Linked DNA regions of Sus scrofa: regions 1, 3, 4 and 5 are each linked to region 2. A link is a contact called in public Hi-C and targeted proximity ligation data. All regions are on one chromosome and are shown on one strand. The core of a region is the stretch at or near the end of the contact, and the rest is flanking DNA. Distances in the headings are between cores, read along the strand shown.

The links. Hi-C and Micro-C count contacts between places; a contact is called where the count stands out from the background.
Region 1: a targeted proximity ligation map of alveolar macrophages shows a contact between it and region 2. A contact is called at or near these places in 2 of 2 datasets of targeted methods (alveolar macrophages and skeletal muscle).
Region 3: a targeted proximity ligation map of alveolar macrophages shows a contact between it and region 2. A contact is called at or near these places in 1 of 47 Hi-C or Micro-C datasets (embryonic fibroblasts) and 1 of 2 datasets of targeted methods (alveolar macrophages).
Region 4: a Hi-C map of embryonic fibroblasts shows a contact between it and region 2, with 2.5 times the contacts expected there. A contact is called at or near these places in 1 of 5 promoter capture datasets (fetal liver), 1 of 47 Hi-C or Micro-C datasets (embryonic fibroblasts) and 1 of 2 datasets of targeted methods (alveolar macrophages).
Region 5: a contact with region 2 is called in a targeted proximity ligation map of alveolar macrophages. A contact is called at or near these places in 1 of 47 Hi-C or Micro-C datasets (embryonic fibroblasts) and 1 of 2 datasets of targeted methods (alveolar macrophages).

The regions. Positions count from the first base shown.
Region 1 is chr3:17,749,963-17,752,662 of Sscrofa11.1, forward strand. PRR14 (proline-rich protein 14) reads right to left here and starts at 1,418. Exons shown (of 12, transcript XM_021086416.1): 1 at 1,299-1,418; 2 at 444-515; 3 at 151-319. The coding sequence starts at 466. LOC110259905 (a long non-coding RNA gene) reads left to right here and starts at 1,680. Exons shown (of 2, transcript XR_002342364.1): 1 at 1,680-2,700.
Region 2 is chr3:17,916,045-17,918,911 of Sscrofa11.1, forward strand. It overlaps ZNF771 (zinc finger protein 771), which reads right to left and starts at 1,370. Exons shown (of 3, transcript XM_005653018.3): 1 at 1-1,370.
Region 3 is chr3:18,055,296-18,057,995 of Sscrofa11.1, forward strand. MVP (major vault protein) reads left to right here and starts at 1,253. Exons shown (of 15, transcript XM_021086424.1): 1 at 1,253-2,058. PAGR1 (PAXIP1-associated glutamate-rich protein 1) reads left to right here. Exons shown (of 3, transcript XM_013987719.2): 3 at 1,206-1,625. The coding sequence ends at 1,405.
Region 4 is chr3:18,090,660-18,093,359 of Sscrofa11.1, forward strand. LOC100622642 (putative protein T-ENOL) reads left to right here and starts at 1,308. Exons shown (of 6, transcript XM_021086430.1): 1 at 1,308-1,379; 2 at 2,459-2,552. The coding sequence starts at 2,463. It overlaps CDIPT (CDP-diacylglycerol--inositol 3-phosphatidyltransferase), which reads right to left and starts at 774. Exons shown (of 6, transcript NM_001167642.1): 1 at 732-774; 2 at 502-636. The coding sequence starts at 774.
Region 5 is chr3:18,118,107-18,120,806 of Sscrofa11.1, forward strand. SEZ6L2 (seizure 6-like protein 2) reads right to left here and starts at 1,416. Exons shown (of 19, transcript XM_003354543.4): 1 at 840-1,416. The coding sequence starts at 918.

The DNA of each region.
Region 1 (2,700 bases), core at 168-2,667, 170 kb before region 2:
CCAGGTTAGAGTAAGTGAGAGCCGAGTGGGAGGCTGCCTGATGGATGAGTGTGAGAATGAGGTGTTTGTTATCCTCATTAAAGAACGGGTTTGGCTTTGGTACCCAGGAGACGGGAGGGAGAAGGGGGCCTCTCAGTTCAAGGGGCTCACCATGTGGGCAGCCATGACATCTTCCAGGACCACAGCCAGGACCCGCCGAGAGGCTTTTTCCAAGGGCGAAGGGGCCCCAAGGGGCTGCAGTTTCGGCCGTTTGGGGCTCCTGGCTCCCCATAATGCTCGAGCCAGAGGCTGGCGGCACAGACGCTGCCGGCCAGGCGGGCTGGAGGTGGAGAGAAGCAGAGGACGGTCCTCTAAGCCTGTTGTTGGCTCTGTGGTTTCCCCGGTACGGCCACCAGGCTCCCCGTTTCCCGGGCTCAAGACAGGCGGGCGGGGTGCGCTCTCACCTGGAGTCCCCGGGCAAGTCCATGGGGGAAGCGGCGGCTCCGGGGAGTCCCTGGGGGATCCCAGGCTCCAGCCTGGGTTTGGGGGGGAGCGGGGGAGCGGGGAGTGAGGGCCAGCCCCTCCCCTGGGGCTCCGCCCTTCATGGTCCGCCCGAGGCTCCCAGTAGCCCAGGGGCCGGAGCCCTGGGGCTCGGAAGGGCGCCCTCGTCTGGCCGCCGGGAACGGGTGTCTTCCCGCTGCTGCCGCGATCAGTGGATCACTCGCGCCCTGCCTGGCCGCGAGAACCTGGATTGCAGCGGCCCCAGTTCTCCCACGGCCCAAGCCTCCTGGGGCCTTTGTCCCTTCAGATTCTGCCCTGAGATCCCCCGGGATCAGCTGGGATCCCGGTCCTCAGAGGCTCAGTTTCCGCCAGATCCCTCTGTAATCCTCATCCACTCCCAGTGAGTGGGCGAGGACTCCGAAGGAACACTCCCACACGCCGACGGTTCCCCCCCTACCAGATCCCCTAGACTGGATCCCCGCTGAAAGAATCCTATAGCGCGGTTCCTCCAGTCAGACGCCGCGCGAGGATCCTCCTCTCCCCGTGAGCTTCGGCTCCACAAAGCTCCACTCAGAAAGGGGCTGCCCGAGCTTGAGCATCACAAACTCAGTCCGGATCCCCGGGGATCCACTGTCAAGCAGATACCCCCTTCACTCCAATCCCGGGAGGTCCCGCCCACAGACCCCCTCCCTCCGCCCTCCCCGGATCCCCGCCCAGCGCTCTCCCCAGCCCGGGACCAGATGGTTCAAAAGTTTCCTTCCCTCCCTCCTCCCGCCCTCTCTTCAGCCGCTCGGTGCCCTCCCCCGCGCGCCGCTCACCGCCGCCTCCCGCGGATCCCGGGTCTTCGACGGCTCCCACCTCCGGCTCCTTTAAAACTAGCCTTACCCAGCTCTGCCCAACCGCCGAGGGCCTTCTTCTCAGAGCCTTTGGGCAACGCCCAATCGCCGGTCGCCGTCTTCCGGGGTGGTGAGAAACTAAGTGAAGCCGCCTAGCGGCCATCATCCCTAGGGGCAAGAAGCCAAATTGGGCAGCGCCGCCATTATAGTTGAGGGCAGATAGCGCTGTCCTCAGTGGACCGCAGTGGGCCGGATGGCGTCATCTTTTCCGGCCAGTGAGTGGCCGAAGATGATGCCAAGGTTCTTGAGCTACTGAGGCAACTGTCATGAAGCTAGAGTACCGCCACGTTTTTTAAGGGCATCTTCCGGTTCTTTCGTACTTGGGCCAATAAACGTGAACTGAGTGCTAACGATATGTGAAATTCCCAGTTGCCTAGAGAGGCCCCTTTGAAGCCTTTTCCAGTACCATCGTGGGTTGCTGAACCGGGTTCCCGAGTTGCACGGAAGTGTTTGGCAGCGGGTGGCGGGGACCAGAGACAGGCTGGTGCCACCTCCTGCTTCTCTGGTTGCGTGGCGTCCTGGAGGGACTGGGCTGAGCGGGGGTGCGGAGGAGGCTGGGGCGTTGAGCTTCACTTCACCCAAGGGTTGTGTACCTCTTCCTGGAGGAGCGGGGGTTTCTGCCGCTGGCGCTGGGGGCTCAGTATAGAGGTGCTAGTGCCAGGAGACCAATAACAACCTTGGGGTGCTCGGTGGGGTGCGGCCGCTTTCCTCTCTTTTCGGGCCTCCCCCGAGCCCTCTTTCAAGAGGGACCTAGCTGATGGGCTGTGTAATCAGTCCCATAGTAGTAAGGGACCAGGGATGGAATCCTGCTGCTTAAAGGGGCTTCATCCTGAAACTTTTATACCAGGAGCCAGCTGGTGGTGGGGAGGTAGTGGCTTCTTGCACTGTGAAGGCACCCTCACCGCCTAACCAAAACTCATGCCTCCACTCCTTCCCCAGGATTCCCTGGTCCAAGCTAGTACTTATTTTCTTGCTGGAGCAAGAGAGCCTGAAGCCTAGAATCCTGCGTCTGAGATGACGGTGCACAAGTGACCTAACCCAGCCCAGCATGATTCTCGCCTATGAGATTAAATGATAAGAGTAGTGACACAGGGATTTCTCACTGTGGCTCAGTGAATGTGGACACGAATTTGACTAGCATCCACGAGGATTCGAGTGCGATCCCTGGCCCCGCTCAGTGGGTTAATGCCCTGGCATTGTCTCGATCTGCGGTGTAGGTTGTAGACACGGCTCAGATTCCACATTGCTTTTGCTGTGGCTGTGGTGTAGGCCAGCAGCAGTAGTTCCAATTCAACCCCTAGCCTGGGAACCTCCATGTGCCAAG
Region 2 (2,867 bases), core at 120-2,619:
AATTATAGTACACGGACCAGGTCCAGTCCACAGCATTTTTTTTTCTTTTTTTAATGGGCGCACCAATGGCATATAGAAGTTTCTGGGCCAGGGATCGAACCCGCGTGCCTCCATAGCAACCCAAGCTGCTGCAGTCAGAGCCACAGCGGGAACTCCCACAGCAGTATCTTGTTTGGCCCTCAAGTTTAAAAGTTAGCTTTAGGAGTTCCCTGGTGGCCTAGCAGGCTAAGGATCTGACATTGGAATTCCTGCCTGTGGCCATCAGGATCAGTGGCATCTCAGCAGCACCAGGATGCAGGTTCAATTCCCCAGCCGGGCACGGTGGGTTAAAGCATAGACCGGGGAACTCCATATGCTGTGGGGCGGCCAAAAAAAAAAAAGGACCTGCCCGTTGTCACTGATGCACTGATGTGGCATGAGTTCTGTCCCTGGCCCAGGAATTTCCACATGCCACAGGTGCAGCACAAAAAAAGTAGTAAGAGAGAACTTTTACACATTTTAATTTTCAACATTTAAAAATTGAGATATTTCATATAAACATCTGTATTTTCCTACTTCTCTTGAAAAAGATAGCTGAGTCTCCTATTTTATGACTGAGGCAGTGAAGATTCAGAAATGATGAAAAAAAAGAGAACATCCAGTAAGTGCTTACAATCCCTAGTTGTCTCTTTACAACGACCTTGTGGGGACCTTCTTTTGACAGATGAGGGAACTGAAAGATGAGCGAGCTTAAGTAGTTTCCTCAAAGGCACATAGCTGGTAAGTAGAAAATTCCATAGCTCCAAATTATCTTTCAGAAATGAGGTTACATGAGGAAGCTGTAGCACAGCCAGGACTCAAGACATCCTCAGTCTGCAGTCCAGGGCATAACTCGGATGTTGGGATTACAAATGGTCAACCTTTTGCTCCTCCTCAGAGCTGGCAAAAGGGAGTAAATGAGTGTGATACCCACACTCAGGATCCCCAATGCTATTTTGATTGTGTTCATTCTCTCATCAAATATTTATTGAGCCCTACTATGTGCCTGGCACCATTCTAGATATTGGAGATGCAGTAGGAAACAAAAGAGACAAAAATCTTGGCTGCTATGGCACTTCTCAGGGTGTTAAAAAGTGTCAACAAGTAAATAAACCAGATAATTTCAGATAATGACAGGTGTAGGAAAGAAATAGGGCCAATAAGGAGTATTGCAATGATGCAATAGGGAGTAGCTATGGTTGGGGGCTTCTTTAATGTGGGTAGGGAAGGCATCTCTTAGGAAATAATTTATGAGATGAAACTTGAATGATGACAAAGTGTAGCCACTTGAGGAGTTCCTGTCATGGCTCAGCGGTTAACGAATCTGACTAGCATCCATGAGGACACAAGTTTGATCCCTGGCTTTGTTCAATGGGTTAAGGATCTGGTGTTGCTGTGAGCTACGGTGTAGGTCGCAGACATGTCTCGGATCCTGCATTGCTGTGCTTGTGGTGTAGGCTGGCAACTACAGCTCGGATTCAACCCCTAGGCCTGGGAACCTCCATGTGCTGAGGGTGTGGCCCTAAAAAGCAAAAAAAAAAAAAAGCATTAGCCACTTGAAAATCTGGAGGAATGTTCTAGACAGAGCTACAGAGACTAAGCTGAGATTAAACTTGGCATATTTGAGGAACAGAAAGAAGGCTTATGTGACTGGAGCCAAGTGAATCAGTGATGGGAAAAGCAGTGTGAGATCTGGGGGAGAGGCAGGCAGGGGGCCAGATGATGGCTGGAACCCTAGAAAAGGCAAAGTGTTGTCCCCTGATGCAGAGAATCAGTGAGGAGACTCAGCTGGGAGCAGGAAAGTTCCTACTGGGAGGTCTTCCTACTGTGGGAGGACTTTAGGACAGATGCTGGCAAAAGGAGAAACATGTACAAGTATCCAGAATCAGAGCTAGTTCTTGTTCTTGAGAATCTCACAGTCTAGTAAAAAAGATTGTGACTAAAAAGCATAGAGTCAGAGTTCGCATTGTGGCACAGCAGAAGCAAATCCAACTGGTAACCATGAGGTTGCAGTTTTGATCCCTGGCCTTTCCTCAGTGGGTTCAGGATCCTGTGTTGCTGTGGCTGTAGCTCTGATTTGACCCCTAGTCTGGAAACCTTTTTTGCGGCCCTAAAAAGCAAAAAAAATAAAAATAAAAAGTATAGGGTCCCCTGGTGGCCCAGTGGGTTCAAGGATCCAGTGTTGTGGCTGCAGTGGCTTGGATTCGATCCGAGGCCTGGCCCAGTGGGTTAAAGGATCTGGCGTTGCCACAGCTGCAGCATAGGTCACAGCTGTGGCTTGGATTCAAATCTTGGCCCATCAACTATTGAAGAAAAAAAAAACCAAACACGAGAAGGAAATAGTAGGTCTTTGACTGGAGAATAGTGGGGTGGGTGAAAAACTCCCTTGATTAAAGTGGGAATTGGGTGTAGGCCTCACTGAAGGGATGAATGTAAAAGACCTCCAAGGATGAGTGGGAGTTTGCCAGATGAACAAAACATAGCATCTTCTGGGATTGTAAACTCTTGTGAAGGGCACATCATGTTCCAGGGACACCATCACCAGAGTATTTAGTGAGGCCTGTTGTGTGCCAGGCCCCTTTTAGGACTAGGAGGTCATAAAATGAATTTGGAAAAGTTTTTTGTTTGCTTTGTTTTTGTTTTGTCTTTTGTCCTTTTTAGGGCTGTACCTGTGGCATATGGAGGTTCCCAGGCTAGGGGTCTAATCGGAGCTGTAGTCACCGGCCTCCACCAGAGCCACAGCAACACGGGATCCAAGCCTCGTCTGCAACCTACACCACAGCTCATGGTCGCGCCGGATCCTTAACCCACTGAGTGAGGCCAGGGATCAAACCCGAAACCTCGTGGTT
Region 3 (2,700 bases), core at 3-2,502, 140 kb after region 2:
TCCTTAACCCACTGAGCAAGGCCAGGGATCGAACCTGCAACCTCATGGTTCCTAGTAGGATTTGTTGCTGCTGTGCCACGACAGGAACTCCCAATTCTGTTTTAAATTCTCCGAAGGAGGAGTTCCTGCTTGGTGCAGTGGATTAAGAATCTGATTGCAGTGACTTGGTTCACTGGAGAGGGACGGGTTCAATCCTGGGCCTGGTGCTCTGGGTTAAAGGATCGGGCGTAGCCTCAGCTGTGGTTTGGATTCAGTCCCTGAACTTCCATGTGCCATGGCTGCGGCCGTTAAAAAAAAAAGGAGTTCCCATTGTGGCTCATCGGAAATGAACCCAACTAGTATCCACGAGGATGCGGGTGTGATCCCTGGTCTTGCGCAGTTGGTTAAGGATCCGATGTTGTTGTGAGCTGTGGTGTAGGTCGCAGATGTGGCTTGGATCCCGAATGGCTGTGGCTGTGGTATAGGCTGGCAGCTGTAGCTTTCAACCCCTAGCTTGGGAACTTCCATGTCCTGCACGTGCAGCGGTAAAAAGCAAAAAAAAAAAAAAGTCTTCCAAAGGATTTTATTGCTGGGGTGTAAGAGCTTATCAAAATGAGAATCCAGGAGTTCCCATCGTTGCTCAGTGGTTAATGAACCCAACTCTCATCCATGAGGACACAGTTTCCATCCCTGGCTTTGCTAAGGATCCCAGCATTGCCAAGGCTGTGGTGTCGGCCGGCAGCTACAGCTCTGATTCGACCCCTCGCCTGGGAACCGCCATATACCGTGGGTGCGGCCCTAAAACAATTTAAACAAAGAGAATCCAACACACACACTGTGCCCCCACCAAGGCTTCCATTTAAACAAAGAGATCCGTACCCCTTATCGTGATCTGTGAGTCATTTCTTGGGCCTCATCTTTCCTGTCTCCCCCAGTTCTGCATTTGCCCTTGAGCAGACCTCCCCGTTCCTGCCCTGGGGCTTTTGCACTTGCTGGTGCCTGCCTGGGCTGCTCTTCCTAGGTCTTCACATTACCTGCCCCTTCTCATACGTCCAGCCTTCACGGCCCACCCCATCTGAGGCCCCAGCCCTACACCACAGCCCCTCCAGGACAGGCCTAGAAGTCGCTCTGTTTCCCGAGCTCCTCAAGTGAGTCATAAGATCCCAGGAAGGTCCGGGGCACAGAACCTCAGTCGCGCCCACATTTCTCTCCTTCCCCTTCTGCAGGAAGCTCAGCCCGGAGCCAGAAACGGGAGGCCCGCCTGGACAAGGTCCTCTCGGACATGAAGCGGCACAAGAAGCTGGAGGAGCAGATCCTCCGGACCGGCAGGGACCTCTTCAGCCTGGACGCAGAGGACGCCAGCCCCCCCAGCCCCGCGCTCCGGGCCTCGGGAAGTAGCCTCTTCCCCAGGCAGCGCAAGTACTGAGCGCCTCTGCCTTTAGGGTGCAGAGTCCTGACCTGCTGGCCCTCCCTCCCTACCCCGGGGGCGCTGGGGCACCTGGGAGGAGCAGAGACCCTGCGAACTCCCAACACAGCACCTTACCAGAAAGAGGACATGTGTATGTGTGTGTGTGTTTTCTATGGAACCGTTGTTTGGACACCTGGGCTGAATTTTCTGAATCTAAAATAAAAAAAGAAAAGTAGCAGGTTATCTTCTCTTTAGAGGAGGTACTGCCGCTGGAGCACACGCAGGCCTGGAGAGGCAGAGTCGGACCCACCCTGATGGGAAATGCCAGCCAGAGGGGGGAGAAGCCAACTCAGCACCACCCCCCCCCCCCCCCGCCGCCGCCCTAGGCCTTGGACCCCCTCCTAGTTTCATTCCAGCGCTGCCAGCTGGCTCTGAGGCGGGCATTCCTGAGCACTGAATGAGCTGCAGTGCCTTCAGCTGCAGTGAAAGCCTCCCACAGGAGAGAAACAAACCCAAAAAACTCAACGAGAACCAGCTGCAAGGGCCCTTTAAATGCCCAAGCCCCACCCCTGCGCCTGGCCTGCCCTGCCGGGAAGTGATCCCTAGGGCTGGGTGAAGGCGGCTCCCTCTCCGAGCTGAGGCGTCAGCTGCAGCCAGCCACACTTCTGGATGTAAGTACTCCGTCCTGGCTCCCAAAGCCCCAAACCAGCTGGCGGGCCCTTGTCCCCCACCCCCAAGACCTCTCCCTAGCTCTGTCCTGCCTTCGCCGACTCGCGTGGGCTGGGGCAGGTGGCTTTAGAACTAGAGCCGGGAGAAGGTGGGTGGAGGCTTGGCCTTGGGAGATACCGCTGGCCTTGTTTTTTCGGGCTTCTGAAGGCAAAAGGCAACTCATCTGACCCCTCGCCAAACCCCATCTCAGGCCTCTCGGACTTTGAGCTCCCACATCCGCAGTAGGGGCAGGGGAAGCTTCACGGGTCCGTTCACACCCCCTCCTGGACTGAGACTGGTCCCTGCTGTCCTCATCTTTTCCCTCCCCCTGGGGACCTGGGCTCTGGTCGCTCCCCTTGAGCTCTTAGAACGCGCCCCCCGTGGAGGTTCCTCAACCCTGCAAACGCTGAGGTTTCCACCACTACCCCCCTCGGCTCTGCGCACGGCGGGCCTTGCAGTTCATTTGAGAGGTCGTCGGCAGAGTAATCTTCAGATAGGCTTGATTTCTAGAAGGCATAGATGAGGAAGGTGCTTTTTCCTCTTCGGGACAGGGAAGTGAAAACAGGCAGCTCTTTTGGACCTGCCAGCCCAGTGACTCTGGAGAC
Region 4 (2,700 bases), core at 58-2,557, 170 kb after region 2:
AGAGAACAAAGCAGAAGTGGGGAGGCTAGCTCTAGAGCTCATCAACCCCAGAATCCAGGGTCCAGGTCTCCAGACAAGAAGACTTGAAATCTTAGGGAAGTCTTGGAAGTGAACAGATTCAAAAAGTAGACAACCCTCCAGAAACTATCCCTCTTCCCTCTCCATCTGCCTTCCAAACCCACCTTCTGGAATCATTCTGGCTGGTGCCTGCCACACAGGAGATACCAATAAACATAAACATCTGTTGAATGGATGTTTTAATCCTTCGGAGAGGCCGGCAGCACTGCCACTTGCCACGCCCAGTCTTGCCATCCCACACCCCTCCTCTCAAAGAGTGCTTCTCAACTGCGAGCTTAAATCCCTTCCGCTACAAAAGCGGGCCACTCTGCTCTGCTTTCTACAGAGATGGGAATGACAGAGCTCCTGAGTACCTGAGGAAGCAGGAAAAGGGGGCAGAGGGTTGTTGGGCCTCGAGGCTGGCTGGGAGGAGGTATCTGTCACCTTGATTAAGGACTCGAGCAGCGTGTCCATCAAAAGCGTCCAGAAGTCCGCTGAGCAGGTAGAAGGAGGAGGCCGTGAAGGGGCAGCAGGGCATGAAGTAGAAAGAAATGATGGCGAAGACAATCCGGGCATAACCTTGGGACGGGACGAGGGAGAGACAGGGCAGATCAGGAAGCCTGCCCAAGACCCCTGGCCCTCCCGTTCGGCCCGGAGCCGCGGACAGCACTCACCAATAAGGTTAGGCACAAACAGGAAGATATTTTCGCTTGGCATCGCGGAGGCCCCCTGGCCGCTCTGGGCCTTATCCGGAGGTGCCAACTCTGTCCCAGCCCCGGCGCGACGCTCACCCTCCAGCCTGGCGCATCGGCCGCGCCCACTGCGCGCAGGTCTCTGCTGCCCCAGCCGGGTCCCAGATGTTAAAGCTCAATGTCGACCGTAGCATGGGCTAACCCAGCTGTGAGCCGGGAGCGAACACCCTGCCCTTCCTCAGGGCAGACGCTCGCCTCTTCCTGCCTCCAGCTGCGGCCTCTGCTGCTCCAGCTGTGCTGGGCTTCCGGAACCTACTCTACTGCGTTCTACCTTGCAAAATTGGAGAAAGGAAGAAGAGGCTTTTGAAATGGCTGCGGCCCCTTTAAGACCTGCTGGCTTCCTTGTCTTCCCTCCGCCCCTTACCATCGGCTTGTACCAAAGCACAGAGGGAGGAGAGGGGAAAAAGAAACATAGTCGTCGAGCAAAAAAGGGAATTGAAAAGGAGAGGCCAAAAGAGAAGGAGGCCTAGATAAATGTCTCTACGTTCCTTTCTGTGCAGGGTATGACTTCCTGGAGACAAAGATAAGGGGAGAAGATTCCGCTCTCTCGCGTTTTTGCACCCCCAAGAGGTCAGGTTATTTGGTACAGTCCACATTTTCCTTCCCCGCCCCCCTCTCTCCACCCTCATTAGCTCTTGCAGGATCCAGGCAACGAGATGACAGCCAGAGGGCCCGAAGGGCGACCTGGGGGGGGGCTGCTTTTCGCGTGCCCCTAGTGGTGGGAGGATTAGGTCGCAGGCTCCACTCTGTGTCATCTTCCCAGGTCTCTCTAGATTCTAGCGCTAGAGTCACTGACCCCTAAGAGGGACCTAGCAGGGAGCGGAGGAGTTGCGAATGCGACAAGCTAGGAAAATGCCCTTACCCCTGTGGTTCTAGAATCCCTAGTCTCCTGGCAACGGCGCTGCGGAACCTTTGCATATGCCAAAGTTTTCGTAGTAAGGGGTAGCGGAGCCGCCCTGGGTTCCCCTTTTTCCAAACTTCTCCCCCAACTCCCCGCTCCCACGGCCCCTAAAAGGGCTTTTTAGACCTCCCTGTCCCCTCTTCTGCCCAGGAGCCCAAGATTTCGACCCATCTGCCAGGTCGGGGGTGGCAAGTGGGCTGCCTTGTCTTAAGAAGGGCCTTGGATGGGAAGAAGGAAAGCGAGGCTCTCGCCGGGCCGAGTGGAGGCAGGGGAGAGGGGGCGGGCGTGTGGGTGTCCCACTCCCTCCCCCAGGAAGATTTAAGGCAGCGATTTTTTTTTTTTTTTTTTTTTTTTTTTTGGTCTTTTTGCCTTCTCCAGGGCCGCTCCCGCGGCATATGGAGGTTCCCCGGCTAGGGGTCGAAGTGGAGCTACAGCTGCCGGCCTACACCACACCCACAGCAACGCCAGATCCGAGCTGCGTCTGCAACCTACACCACAGCTCACGGCAACTCCCAATCCTTAACCCACTGAGCGAGGCCAGGGATCGAACCTGCAACCTCATGGTTCCTAGTCAGATTCCTTAAACACTGAGCCACGACGGGAACTCCAACCCCCCCCCCCCCCCCCCCCCCCCCCGCTTCAGAGAGAAACTGACACAGTCCTCTAAGGCCTTGGGCGAGAGTGGTGGGTTGGGTTTGGCAGAAGGAGGCTGGTTTCGCAGCCTAACATGGGCTCCAACTGTCCCCAGGGGGATGACATCCACTCCTACCAGGAATGAGGAGAAAAAGGGCAGCCGGCTGTCCCAAGCAGCGACCTCTACAGCCTCATTGAGTGGAGGTCTGGTGAGTGTCCGAGAGGACTTGAGGTGGGGGTGAAATGAAGTAGAGAGCTCTCAGCTGAGGGCACTGAGATCTCCCAGCCTTGAGACCCTAACCTCCACCCTGAGCCCAGAGTCCCCAGCACTAGGTCCTGAGGTCACCCAAGGCTGCC
Region 5 (2,700 bases), core at 166-2,665, 200 kb after region 2:
GGAGCTCAGAGGGTCCCAGGCTGGGCTGAGAGCCAAGACTGGAGGAGGGGCTCCCAGCTGCCCATCACACTCCTACACCTTCCTCTCTCCCTTCTCCCCCAGGCTGAGTGGGCCTTCGGTGAGCACCTCAGCTCTGAGGAACCTTGGCTAACGTCAGCAGGGTGGAGAAGAGGCAGGGTGCTGCCCGCATTCTCCTCTCACTGGTGCTCTCCCCGCAACCCTGGGGCTCCGCAGAGGGTCTAGCAGCACCTCCCAACCCTTGCTTCCGCAGTGCCCAGCTTTCTCTTTGGGTTTCTGTCCCTGCAGTGTGGTTTCTCTCTCTCTCTCTTTCTTCCTTCCTCTCACCCTCCAGTCCTCCCTCCCTTTCCTTCTCTGCAGTCTCTGTCCCCTTCCCTGGAGTCTTGCTGGGGGGTCAGAGTGGGGGACTGAATATCTGGCCTCTGAGCATTGCCTCTGTTCATCTGTCTTTGTCCACACATCCAAGAACATTTGTATGTGCAGTGCCTGGCATCTTTCCCACACCTCTATCTCCCACCCAGCTACCCTGCCTGCTTCTGCTGCCTCCGCAGACACCCCCCCCCAACTTTCCCAGCCCCTTTTTCTGAATTGAATGCCTGAGACTCGGCTAAAAACTCCTGTCAGTCATTTTCCCACCTCCTCAATATAGGAGGTTAGGAGCTCCAGGCACAAGAGGAAAGCCTCGGCTGGCCCCTTCCGCGATGGCTGTGCCCCTCCCCTCCCCCAGGAGCTCAAAAGGCACAGGATGTTCAGAGAAAGGAAGGTAGGGGACCGTGCTGGGGGCCTTCTCGGGGCCCACCCCCATGCATCAATGTCCTTACCCTGAATCCAGGGACAGCTCAGCAGAAATAGGAACAGCAGCTGGGGAGGCGGTGGATGCTGGGCCCTGGGAGTCCCCATGGCGACTCACACCGATTTCTCTCTTCCGTGCCTCTCCTAAATAATCCAACTGTCACCTTTCGTCGGTCTCCTTTTATCTTTCCTATTAATTTCCCCCCCCCCCCCAGCAGTTAGCAAGGAAGACAATTTCTCTGCCCCTTGGAACGAAGGGGCAGAGCTGGCTGGGCTTGGAGCCCTCCCCTCTTTGCCCAGTCTCCTCTGTCCTCAGCTCTCGGGTCTGTAGGAGAGGGGGCGCGGCTCTGGCTGCAGGGGGTGGGGCCGGGAAGGGCGAAGGAGCCGGGTCGCCTGGGTCCTCTTGATCGAGCGCTTGGGTCCGCTGGGCTGGCTGGATTCTAAGCTGGGGGAGTGGGGAAAGGCAAAACAGCTTCCGGGGACCTAGGGTGGGGTCGAGTATAGGAAGGGTCCCTACTGTGCTCAAGTGAGGCTTGGCGGGGAGGGGAGGGGGTTGCAGAACCTGGAAAGCCGAGGCTTGGGCACTGGAGCTGCGGGAGGGAGAAGCTGAGAAAGGTGTCGTGCCCACGTCAGATCCTGGGGACGGGCGAAGGGAGGGGCCTGGGATTTATTTGGGGGCGGTGGGGGAGGAGGAGGGGGAGGAAGTGCAGATGGAAGAAGGAGGGACCACTAGAGCCAGGGTCGTAATCCTCACTCCCGCGGCCCCTAGGGGAGGGAAAGGAAACTCTGGTTCCAGCAGTAATTATACCCCTCCCCCAGCCATTCCAGCACATTTGGAATCTGAGTCTTCTCTTCACAGGGTACCGAGGGACAGCATAGCTGGGTTCGCGCCTGCTCAGCCCCCCAGTATGCCCCCGGCCCACTCCATGGGACGTGGCTTTCACAGAAGCTCATGTGGAATGGGTTTTCCCCTCCTCCAGAAGAATGGCAAGTTCCTACGTTTGTGAGAAACCTAAGGGGTGACAGGCTGGGATCTGGGGAGGGAAGACCCCTCTTCTAACGTACAACACGACCCCAGCCAGCCGCCTGGTGGCTTCAACTTTGATTTTTTTTTTTTTTTTTTCCTCCTGGTCTCATCTCAGGGCCTCTGGAGCACCCTTTTCAGCACCACAAGAGCGGACAGCTCTTCTCGGCCCGCCTGAGCGCGCCTGGAGCCCGGCGCAGTAGGCGATTGGCTGAAGCCGCCTTCATTATCTATCAGGCTCCCTCCCGGGGCTGGCTTTGTGAAGGCGAAGGGGGAGGTGGAATCACAGGCCGACTGGTCGAGGGATCGGCTGACCCACGGACAGGCCGCAGTGTCCCCCGTCTGCAGTCTGAGACCGCCAGCCTCGTCCATCGGTCGGCGCGCTTGCCCCGCCCCTTAGATTGCCCCGCCCCTCCACCAGCCCCGCCCCTTTTTCGCATTGCGGGGCGCTGGAGGTTGGCGTTGTGCCCCCTGAACCCCACGTGGCACCCGGTCCGGGCCGGGGGAGGCAAATCCGGAGACCACCCCACCCCCCGCCTTCAACCCGGCTGAGTTGCCGCGGCCACTGGGCGAGGGCGGGGGTAGCTAAGCTGAGAGGACTGTGGGGAGGGGTGACGTCAGGGTGAGTGGGAGCCAAGGAAGGAGCGAGTAGGAGAGAGAGCGAGCGAGGGAGAGGGAGAGGGAGAGAGAGAGAGAACCCGCGGGTCGGGTCGAGTGAGAAGCAAGGGCAAGAAGGAGAGGGGGTTGGAAGGAGAGAGAGAAGTCGCTGCGGAGGACGGCTGGTTGCGGGTTCCCGACGGCTGGTTGCGGGTTCCCGGGGCTGCGGGTCCAGGTGGGGTAGGAACTGCAGTCTAGGGGAGCTAGAA